Linked DNA regions of Mus musculus: all the other regions are linked to region 3. The links are chromatin contacts, called in public HiChIP or PLAC-seq and Micro-C maps. All regions are on one chromosome and are shown on one strand. The core of a region is the stretch at or near the end of the contact, and the rest is flanking DNA. Distances in the headings are between cores, read along the strand shown. Region 1 has its middle 29 kb from the start of Gm40440. Region 2 has its middle 13 kb from the start of Gm40440. Region 3 has its middle 17 kb from the start of Daam1.

What was found. Hi-C and Micro-C count contacts between places; a contact is called where the count stands out from the background. HiChIP or PLAC-seq counts read pairs in DNA pulled down with a chosen protein or histone mark.
Region 1: an H3K27ac HiChIP or PLAC-seq map of embryonic stem cells shows a contact between it and region 3, with 3 times the contacts expected there. The contact joins two enhancer-like sites. A contact is called at or near these places in 2 of 39 promoter capture datasets (embryonic stem cells and epiblast stem cells), 5 of 484 Hi-C or Micro-C datasets (bone marrow-derived macrophages, embryonic fibroblasts, group 2 innate lymphoid cells and 2 more), 9 of 115 datasets of contacts at active chromatin or transcription factors (bone marrow-derived macrophages, embryonic basal ganglia, embryonic forebrain and 2 more) and 2 of 9 other capture datasets (embryonic stem cells and pancreatic islet).
Region 2: a contact with region 3 is called in a Micro-C map of embryonic stem cells, with 2.4 times the contacts expected there. The contact joins two enhancer-like sites. A contact is called at or near these places in 18 of 39 promoter capture datasets (the 3T3-L1 cell line, 3T3-L1-derived adipocytes, the HPC-7 cell line and 12 more), 47 of 484 Hi-C or Micro-C datasets (the 3T3-L1 cell line, the AML12 cell line, B cells and 29 more), 10 of 115 datasets of contacts at active chromatin or transcription factors (embryonic basal ganglia, embryonic forebrain, embryonic hindbrain and 5 more) and 2 of 9 other capture datasets (adipose tissue and embryonic stem cells).

What each region holds. Positions count from the first base shown.
Region 1 is chr12:72,009,795-72,013,017 of GRCm38.p6, forward strand. No RefSeq gene overlaps it. Among named protein-coding and RNA genes, the nearest start is that of Gm40440, 29 kb to the right of the region's middle. Within about 2 kb of position 1,772, at least 5 of the 459 cell types and tissues checked have an H3K27ac peak or open chromatin away from gene starts, as enhancers often do. A contact at or near this core is called in embryonic stem cells, where this site is marked.
Region 2 is chr12:72,051,994-72,054,915 of GRCm38.p6, forward strand. No RefSeq gene overlaps it. Among named protein-coding and RNA genes, the nearest start is that of Gm40440, 13 kb to the left of the region's middle. Within about 2 kb of position 1,483, at least 12 of the 459 cell types and tissues checked have an H3K27ac peak or open chromatin away from gene starts, as enhancers often do. A contact at or near this core is called in embryonic stem cells, where this site is marked.
Region 3 is chr12:71,812,264-71,815,341 of GRCm38.p6, forward strand. No RefSeq gene overlaps it. Among named protein-coding and RNA genes, the nearest start is that of Daam1, 17 kb to the right of the region's middle. Within about 2 kb of position 1,793, at least 14 of the 459 cell types and tissues checked have an H3K27ac peak or open chromatin away from gene starts, as enhancers often do. A contact at or near this core is called in embryonic stem cells, where this site is marked.

The DNA.
Region 1 (3,223 bases), core at 522-3,021, 200 kb after region 3:
CACACATCTGATTGGCGCACGCGTGTGTGTGTGTGTGTGTGTGTGTGTGTGTGTGTGTGTGTGTGTGTGTGTGGGGGGGGGGGGGGGAGGCTATTACAGAATTTGCTGCCCTTTAAAAAGGTTGGTTGGTGCTGAGAGACAAACTTTCATAAGTAAACAGCTTTAGATACAATTGCAACTTCTGCTTTCTTCCTGATTGGTGGTAGTTAGGGAGTGACCTGAGGGCTAGTGCTAGGTGCAGGCTTGTTGGTTAACCTCAGGCCACGTCCTCTAAGATGGAGCCTAAACCCAAAGTAGAGTTGATCTGGCCTCTCACTACATTTAGATCTATTTTTATAGGATTGGTGATAAAATATAAGATATTTGTTTAGTTCTTCAAGTTATTTTTACATTTATTGACTTAAGTATTTATTTATTTATTTATTTATTTATTTATTTATGTGTGTGTACACCTGTGGAGGTCAGAGGACAACTTGCTGAAGTCAGCTCTCTCCTTCTACCATATAGGTTCCAGGGATCAAACTCAGGTTGTTTGAAAAGCATGGCAGTAAATACCGTTAGGTACTGAGCCACCCCACCCAGCTATACATGGTCTTTGTTAAATTTTAACTCCAGGTAGAAAGGAAACATTTTTCAGGCTGTTTCATGTGCAACATTTACCACATTCTTAAAATTTTACACGCCATCTACTCAAAATTCTAATTTAACTGGGGGGGGTTGTGTTTTATTTGCTAAATCTGGCCATTTGCATTTATAAAACTGAAATGCCTAAGGTAATTGCCATCATGTCCTGATGTTATTTTGCCCATCTGGTCACATGCCAAGGACCAGCCTAGGCTCGAGAAGGATTCTGAGAGAAGGGATGTCTGAGAGTGGCAAAAAGAAGGACTTGAAGTCACATTGTGGGTCCAAGCTGATGACCTGTGTTCTGCTTGTTATTCTAAGAGATCTCTCTGTCTATGCCCTGCTTGCTTGCTTGTGTGTGTGTGTGTGTGTGTGCGCGCGTGTGTGTGTGTGTGTGTGTGTGAGAGAGAGAGAGAGAGAGAGAGAGAGAGAGAGAGAGAGAGAGAGTCAGTCCATTTTCTAAACAGTTCTTTCTTTTTTTCCTAAGAAAATCTCTGGATAGCTCATCTCAGCTCCTAAGACCAGTCTCTTATTTTACATATCAATCCAGTCATTTGCTTCAGGTTGCCTTTTGATTATCGTTGAATCAGTTACTGCTGGCCACAGTCTTTTGATTCTTTCGAGACTGTAATCAGACTCTCTCTCTCTCTCTCTCTCTCTCTCTCTCTCTCTCTCTCTATATATATATATATATATATATATATATATATATATATATATACTGTAACTGTCTTCAGACACTCCAGAAGAGGGCATCAGATTTTGTTACGGATGGTTGTGAGCCACCATGTGGTTGCTGGGATTTGAACTCAGGACCTTTGGAAGAGCTGTCGGGTGCTCTTACCCACTGAGCCATCTCACCAGCCCGACATTTTTTTCTTAACATTGCAAAAGAATTCTGAGATCTGTCTGCCTTTGTTAAGCACAGACAATAAACTAGTTGGGTAGGACCATAGTATAGCAGCCTCTGTTCCTTTAGATTCATGAAGACCATAATATTTCATATCGCATCCTTCTATTTTGCACAGTTGAGAAGTTTTATATATATATTGATCTCATGTATCTAGAGCTCTTTCCCATAGCCTTAAGGGCTGTCCTGAAGGTCCTAGTGTTTACCTAGTGTTTTGCTGAGACATTAGCCACACCCTTGACTCCTGGACTCCTGCTGGTTCTAATTGTCATGGAGTCTTTAAAGTTAACAGGGAGGGCATTCCTTTGAGGAATGTGAAATATGTACATTATTACAGAAACAAGCCTTATGCCCACAACAGCCATTAACAGTTGTGGGGGCTCAAACCAGGGCCCTGTCCTAGGTACAGGAACTATGTCACTCTGTCCCCAACGGGGCCACACCGGGCTGGGCAGCTCTTCTCAGGCCTTTCACTCCCAACAGCCATATTCACCTTGGTGACATTTCTAGAACTGTCCATGACCTTGGCCATGGTCTAGACATTCTATAGGGTCTGGAAGATTCTGCTTGGCCTTGCAAGAAAGCAGACGTTACTAGGCAACTCTCTCTAATATACCTTCCTGCCCGCATGTGCACTGATGTAGTTAGAGCTGTGTGCTTGAAAACACTGTACCCTGAACGTGGGCTCCAAAAGACTCTCTTGGTCTGGCCATTAAATAAAGGAGTCAAAACTTTTAATTGGCGTAATTGACATGGTTGTCAGTAGCTATGTCATTTGGATCATTTCAAAATAACAATATATAAGATGACCCTGGGTTAAAATATCTCCAGTACCCAAAGAATGTGGTCAGAACTTACTCCTGTGAAGGGTGCGTTTGTCCGTGCCTGTTTCTTAAAAAGAGAACTGGATAAGAGAGAACTAACAGTTTACCTCAAAAACTAGAAAACGGGGTGGAGAGATGGCTCCGTGTTTAAGAATTCTTGGTGCTCTCTCACGGGTCTCAGATTTGGTTTCTAGCACCCTCTCATGGTGTATCACAGCTGTAACTCCAGAGGATCTGATGCCATCTTCTGAACTCAGAGGGCATTGGACACACATGTAGTGTGCATACGCACACATCAGCAAAACATACATATAACATAAAAGAATAAATCTAAACAAAATCAATTTAATTAGAAAGCAACAAAATCAAAAGAAGGAGAACAAACAGGACTTTTTTACAATGAGGTGAATTTGAAGGAGGAACCCTTGCCAGCTCCATGGTGGGCCTTTAGTTAAGGTCCTTTGTCCCTTGGACAGGGTGCAGTCTAGCAAACCTGCTAGTCTAGTCTCTACACTAGAGGCTTGCCCAGTGTCTTCTGTTAGTGTCTTTTTCTTTTCATATATTATTGAGCATCTTTATCATAATGTGCCAGGCCAGTTCAGTTTTGTCTAAAGCCCTTTATATCCCCTCATGTGTGTGTGTATGTGTATGTGTGTATGTGTGTATGTGTGCATGCGTGCATGTGTGTATGTGTATTGTGTATGTACATGTATTGTGTGTGTACATGTGTGTATATGTGTGTGTGCATGCGCATGTGTGTATGCATGTACATGTGTATAAATGTAGATGCGTGTGTGTGCATGTGTATGTGTGTATATGTGAATGTGTGCATGTGTATTATGTGTGTACATGTGTGTATGTGTAT
Region 2 (2,922 bases), core at 233-2,732, 240 kb after region 3:
CACACAGGAAGTGGAAAGGAAGGGACATTCAATTTGAGGGAGGTTTTTAAAGAGAGTGTAAGAGAGGGGATTTGAACTGGGACATCAGCAGAGGAGGAAAGTCCTCCCTTATTATCTAAATAAAAAAGGGTTTTAACTCTAACACAGTAAAACTCTTTACAACAATGAAGCTATTTCTACCAGGCTTTCTACAATGTCCAGCTAGGTTTTATTTGACAGATTTAAGATTAAGTGTTTTTAAGGTCAAGGTTCTGTAAAATGTTCATGTCAGTCTCATGTGCCATTTGAATGTCCCGAGCAGTGTGTAGACCAAAGCTGATCTCTGGGTGGTGTTTGTCAGCTTAGTGGCAATCCTAGCTAGGAAGAACACAGCAGTCAAAACCCAAAGATGTTCACTGTCTTCACAGAACCTGGCAGCAGGAGCCTCCTGGGGCAGTCTTTCTCAGTGGTTAGCGTTACCACAATCCAGGCGGATTCATCCTTGCAGGGCCCTATTATCTTCTTGGAGACCTCAACGATCACAGGTGGGTCACAGTTGATTGTAGAAAGTCTAAACATTTTAAATGCCATATTCAGCAGGTGTCCAAAAGGTTTGAGGACCTCCTAGTTACCTGCTTCAGACTCAAACCTGGAAACATGTACAGGACGCTAGATGAGCTTATGAAGAGGTCAGCTCAGGAACTTTAGAAAATGCCACCAGACCCCTCCCCTCCTGGGAAAGAAAGGTCATAGGCACCCCTCCCGTCCGGAAGGGAGGGGCTAATTACATTCCTCTGACCTCAGGGAGGAGGGACCAAGCACTGCGGGTAGGGGAGGCCCAGAGCTCTTAGACACATTCTGCAACCATTGGCCACCTACGTCATTTCCTAATAACCAATCAATCAGTTTAAAAATCACACTGTTCTACCAATCACATTGTGCCTAATGGCTGCTGCCTTAAGAACTGTATAGAGGCTTGCAGGACGGGCTGAGCATGGTCGTTCTCTCTCTCCATGTGCAGGGCGACCTCAACATGTTGGAACAAAAAATTCCTCTTGCTTTTTACATCGATTCCTGGTTCTGTGTCATTCACTTAGGGAGTCCCTGGTAAGCTAAGTCTTGCCAGAGTCTTATACTTATTTGTAGAATTAGTTAGTACTCTGTATGGCTACTATCTACTACTTCACTACTACGGTATCACAACAAAGTCTGTGTATACATAATAATCTTGTAGATTTGGGGGATAATATTTATACCTTAAGAAAAGTTTTAGAGACCCAGATGAAAACCAAAAGATTATGAGATTAGTGATAGTAGAATCGTCTCTTACTTTTTGTTTTCCTCTGTTCCATACCAGGTGGCTCTTCTGATATTAGACGGAGATTTTTGCATTTTCCTTTAACAAGCAAGCATGGTTTTCAAGAAAGAGAGAGCCGCACTCCAACTCCACAGCCAGCTTTAATTTTTATTTGACTTGGGACCAATAAAGATCATTTTCCATTTGTGACTGTAGAGGGCAGCAGAGATGAGCTGAAGGTGGCTGATACCGTTTGGCCAGTTTACTCTTGGGACATTTTCTCTTGATGATCCATCCTTTTTTTTTTTTTTTTTTAGATGGTTCGCCTGTCCAGTAGTCTCTAGATAACTTCGTTGGATGCTTTTATTCTCCTGGAAAATATAAAAACTAAGTCCTGCCTCAACCCTAACTCCGAGGGCTTCCTTTTTGGGGCATTTATATCTGTCCTAGGGCAAAATGGTTTTGGCAACAAAAAAAATTATCTGTCAAATAATTATTTTGAAACTTTGAAACTAAATATACCTTAGTCTGTGTAGATAAATATACCTCTATTCCCCTATCTCTTTATATATAAATTGAAGGTTTAAGGGTATTTCTTTTCAGATCACAAAGGACATTCAGTTTGAATTTCTGGCTGACTTTTGTGTGGAGAGCTTTTGGTATAGAAATTTGGAAAGTACTTGTCACGGGCTCTGGCGGAGGAAGCAGGATCAGACAGGATTATTTGCATTTGGGCCACTGCAAGGATCAAGGTAAGTCCCGGCAAGGAATGAGCGACCTTCCTTTTGTCTTGGTAATCCTCATAAACCTCCAGACCAGGGATTCCTGGGACTTAGCTTATTGCTTTGTTTGATTACTATCTGGTGTGTTCTCTTTGTTCTTTGCCTTGTTTGATTACTTTGTCTTTGATCTAAGAACTGACCCTAGTCTCTGCAAGTACCTAGAATGATATGAAAGCCGACTGGGAAGAAAATTAACCCGCTTCAGCCTCAGCACTGGCGGGAGTCAGGTTATAGTGCTGTCTAATTGTCTTTTTCTTTTCGATCCTCACTCCTTCCCTTGAGACCCTGTTGAATGACTGAGCTGGCTTGGTCACTTTTGCACGTAGATTTTAAATTTAAATCACTGTAATTTTTATGTGCCTGCCTTCGCCTCCCAAATGTTGAGATTAAAGGTTTGAACCACTGCCTGGTTATAGATTTCTTATGATAGTTATTCTTGTAGGGTTGTCCTGGTTTAATTTATTTCTACAGGTACTGACACAAAAACAGGCACATAGACTAATTAAATCCAACAGAAACCCAGAATTAAACTCGTATAGTTACAACTTGCCAAATTTTGGCAAAAAGATAAAAATACAGCCTCTTCAACAACCAGTCTTGAGAGAACTGGATATTCACATACATAAGAATGAAACTAAGTCCTCACCTCTCATTCTACACAAAAATCAATGCAAAATGGGCCAAAGCCCTTAGTGTAAGACCCAAAATGCTGAACGTACCAGGGAAAACCCACTAAGCTATAGATGTTGATGAGCATCCTGAAAGGATTGCAGAAACTTGGAAATAACTCCGAGAATTGACACATGGGATTGCATTAAATTAAAATCTTTCCCTGCTACTGGAGGCCCTTCTGCCTACCCGGAC
Region 3 (3,078 bases), core at 543-3,042:
AGAAGAAGAAGAAGAAGAAGAAGAAGAAGAAGAAGAAGAAGAAGAAGAAGAAGCCTTACCAATTAAAAATAAAGTTAATGAATAACAACAAAAAACCCTAAAACCTTGAGTGTGTGTAGACAAGAAAGGTCAGTAGCAAATTGCTCCTCTTGTGGTGCTCAGTGTTTCCATTTAGCGCCCACACTGCTCTCATTCTATAAACACGTGTCCAGAAAACCTTCCCACAAACAGACACTCCGGATTTCACGTTGTCCAGGCAAACCCTCTACCGAGCCAAAGAAACCGAACCCAAGCTCGTGGTAAAATGCAAGGCTAGGCACAAAGCAATGAGTTCAAGGTCTGGGAACCTGGGTTCCAGCCCTCACCAGTGTTTCTGAACTGTAAGGGGGGGGGGCGGGGGAAGGGCACCCGGCTCAGAAGCGGCAGACGAGCTTGTTAAAAATAAACTTCCATATCGGGTGTGGTGGCACAAACTTTTCATCCCACCACTCAGGAGCCAGAGGCAGACGGAGCTCTGTGAGCTCAAGGGCAGACTCATCAGTACGGGAATCCCAGGCCGGCCTGAGCTATACAGTGAGACCCTTTCTTTAAAAAATTAATAATAATAACACTGCCGCCGCCGCGGCTAATGAGGATGAGGATGGTGATGACGACGATGATAAGAGAAAGAGGAAGAAGAAAGAGGAGGAGAGGAAGAGGAGAAAAAGGAGGAAGAAGAGAAGGAGGAAGAGGAGGAGAAGGAGAAAGAGGAGGAGAAGGAGGAAGAGGAGGAGAAGGAGGAAGAGGAGACAAATCTGTTCTTCCTATGGTCATGGCAGCGCAACACCTGTAAGCCTAGCACTTGAGAAGGTAGAAAGATGTAAGTTTAAGGGTGCCAGTGTTACACAGAACGCACAATGTCCAGTTAGGTTTCTACTGCTGTGACAGAGACTATAACCAAACCAAACCAAACCAAACCAAACCAAACCAAACCAAACCAAACCAAAAACCAATTGTGGAGGAAAAAGGTTTTTTTTCACTTCACAGCTAGCCATCACTGAGGGACATAGGGCAGGAACTCAAAGCAGGAGCCTGGAGGCTGGACCTGACGCAGAGGCCATGGAGGGATGCTGCTTTCTGGCTCATGATCACCTGCCCTGGTGCCCAGTGGCACTGCTCGCAGTGATCTGGCCCCTCCCACATCAGTCGTTAACCAAGAAAATGCCTACCAAGCTCGCCAATCGGATGTTTCCTCTTCCTAGATGCGTCTAACGTTAATTTTACAACAAACAAACAGACGAACAGGACATGCATGTTCAAGATGGCATGATCTACATAACATGATCCTGTCTCAGGAAAAAAATATAAATAATTAATTAATTAATTTTGAAAACTGCCCCCGCTCTGGGCACCCTCATAGATCCCTTTGCATACTGAAATGTGAAAACCTTTGCCAGAGACTGGTCAGATCGCTGAGATTTTTCAGTTTTCAGTCAGTTCCTCATGAAAGTGCCAATCCTGGCCGACTGCAGAGTGTGGTGCCTGTGAGTCGGCTTTGAAAAAGTCCAAACACCAGAGAGATGGAATCCATTGTTCTCACTTCCACTCTCAAGGAAGAGCCGGGGCCCTTTAAAGGAGACCAGAGGCAGAAGGAAATGCTTCCGAGGGGCATTATTTCAGGTAGTCCCAGATAAGAAAGGTGGCGTGGGCTGAAGGATGAATTCCTTTCAATCCAAACTACAGAGGACACAGCGCAAACAGCCAGGCCCAGGCCTCGCAAGGACAGCAGAGCTGTTTGCCAGAACATAAATCAAATTCCCCAGAATGCAAAGAATGCTTCAGATCCATCACAAAGAAAGCCTGCTTTTGACAAAGGACTTCTCTCAGGTCCCTAAATTCCTCAGATGATACAAGGGTTCCCTGATCATCCTTGGAAATCCCAAACCTTTCTAAATGTAAAGAAACTGTTCCCTTCCTGTCTGTTCCAGGTTTCTGGCCATGGCAGGTGGAAATGGAGCAAGGAAGTGAAATACCACAAATCTCCATTAAGTTTGAGTTGTAGGACACAGAGTCCCCTCTGGGTTGACAGTTCTAGGTTAGCCGTGTTTCCCGTGGGAATACTGGCCCCACAGAGTTTATTGATCTACCTTAAGTAAGGTTAGTCTGGACTGAGACATGGGGTATGTGTAAAATATATACTGATTTTGAAGACTTTACAAACTATCTAGTGACTAATTCTTAAATTGTATTTTAAAATAATATCGTGTGTATGGTTAATCAAGATATATTAAAGTTGATTTCTCCTGTATGTACTTTTTCAAATTAAATTATTAGCTTACTTTAATTATATCTATTTTAAGGCAAAATCAGTTTAATAAAATCACAGACCTGTTTTCTAGATATTTGCTGAGGCTAGAGAAATAAGTTGCAATATTAGCTTTTAGGCTATTATTTCTTTCTATTTTATGGCCATGAGTGCTTTTCCTGTGTCTCTATAAGAGTATGAATCTACCCAATACCAGTGGTGCCTAGAAGAGGATGTTGGATCCCCTGGACCTGGAGTTACAGACAGTCTGAGCTGGTACATGGGTCCTGAGAACTGAACTTAAAAACTCCACAGGAGTAGCCGATACTCTTAACTGCTGAGCCATCTCTCTAGCCCCAACCTCAGCTAAAAGCAAACAAACAAAAAACAAAAAACAAAAAAACAAAAAAAAACTTTTAATTTATAAGCACATAAACATTTTACACATTAATGGGCTACCCCATAATGTTCCCTGTATGTATAGGCTATGTGGTATCTCCTCGAATACATATTACCACTTGTCTTTTAAAAATGTTCCTGGGCTGGTGAGATGGCTTAGTGGGTAAGAGCACCCGACTGCTCTTCCGAAGGTCCAGAGTTCAAGTCCCAGCAAACACATGGTGGCTCACAACCATCTGTAACAAGATCTGACTCCCTCTTCTGGTGTGTCTGAAGACAGCTACAATGTACTTACATATAATAATAAATAAATATATTTTTTAAGTTCCTTATTTTAATCTTTATTGTGTTCATGATGTGTGTATGGAGTGGGTACATTAGAGGACAGTTTTGTA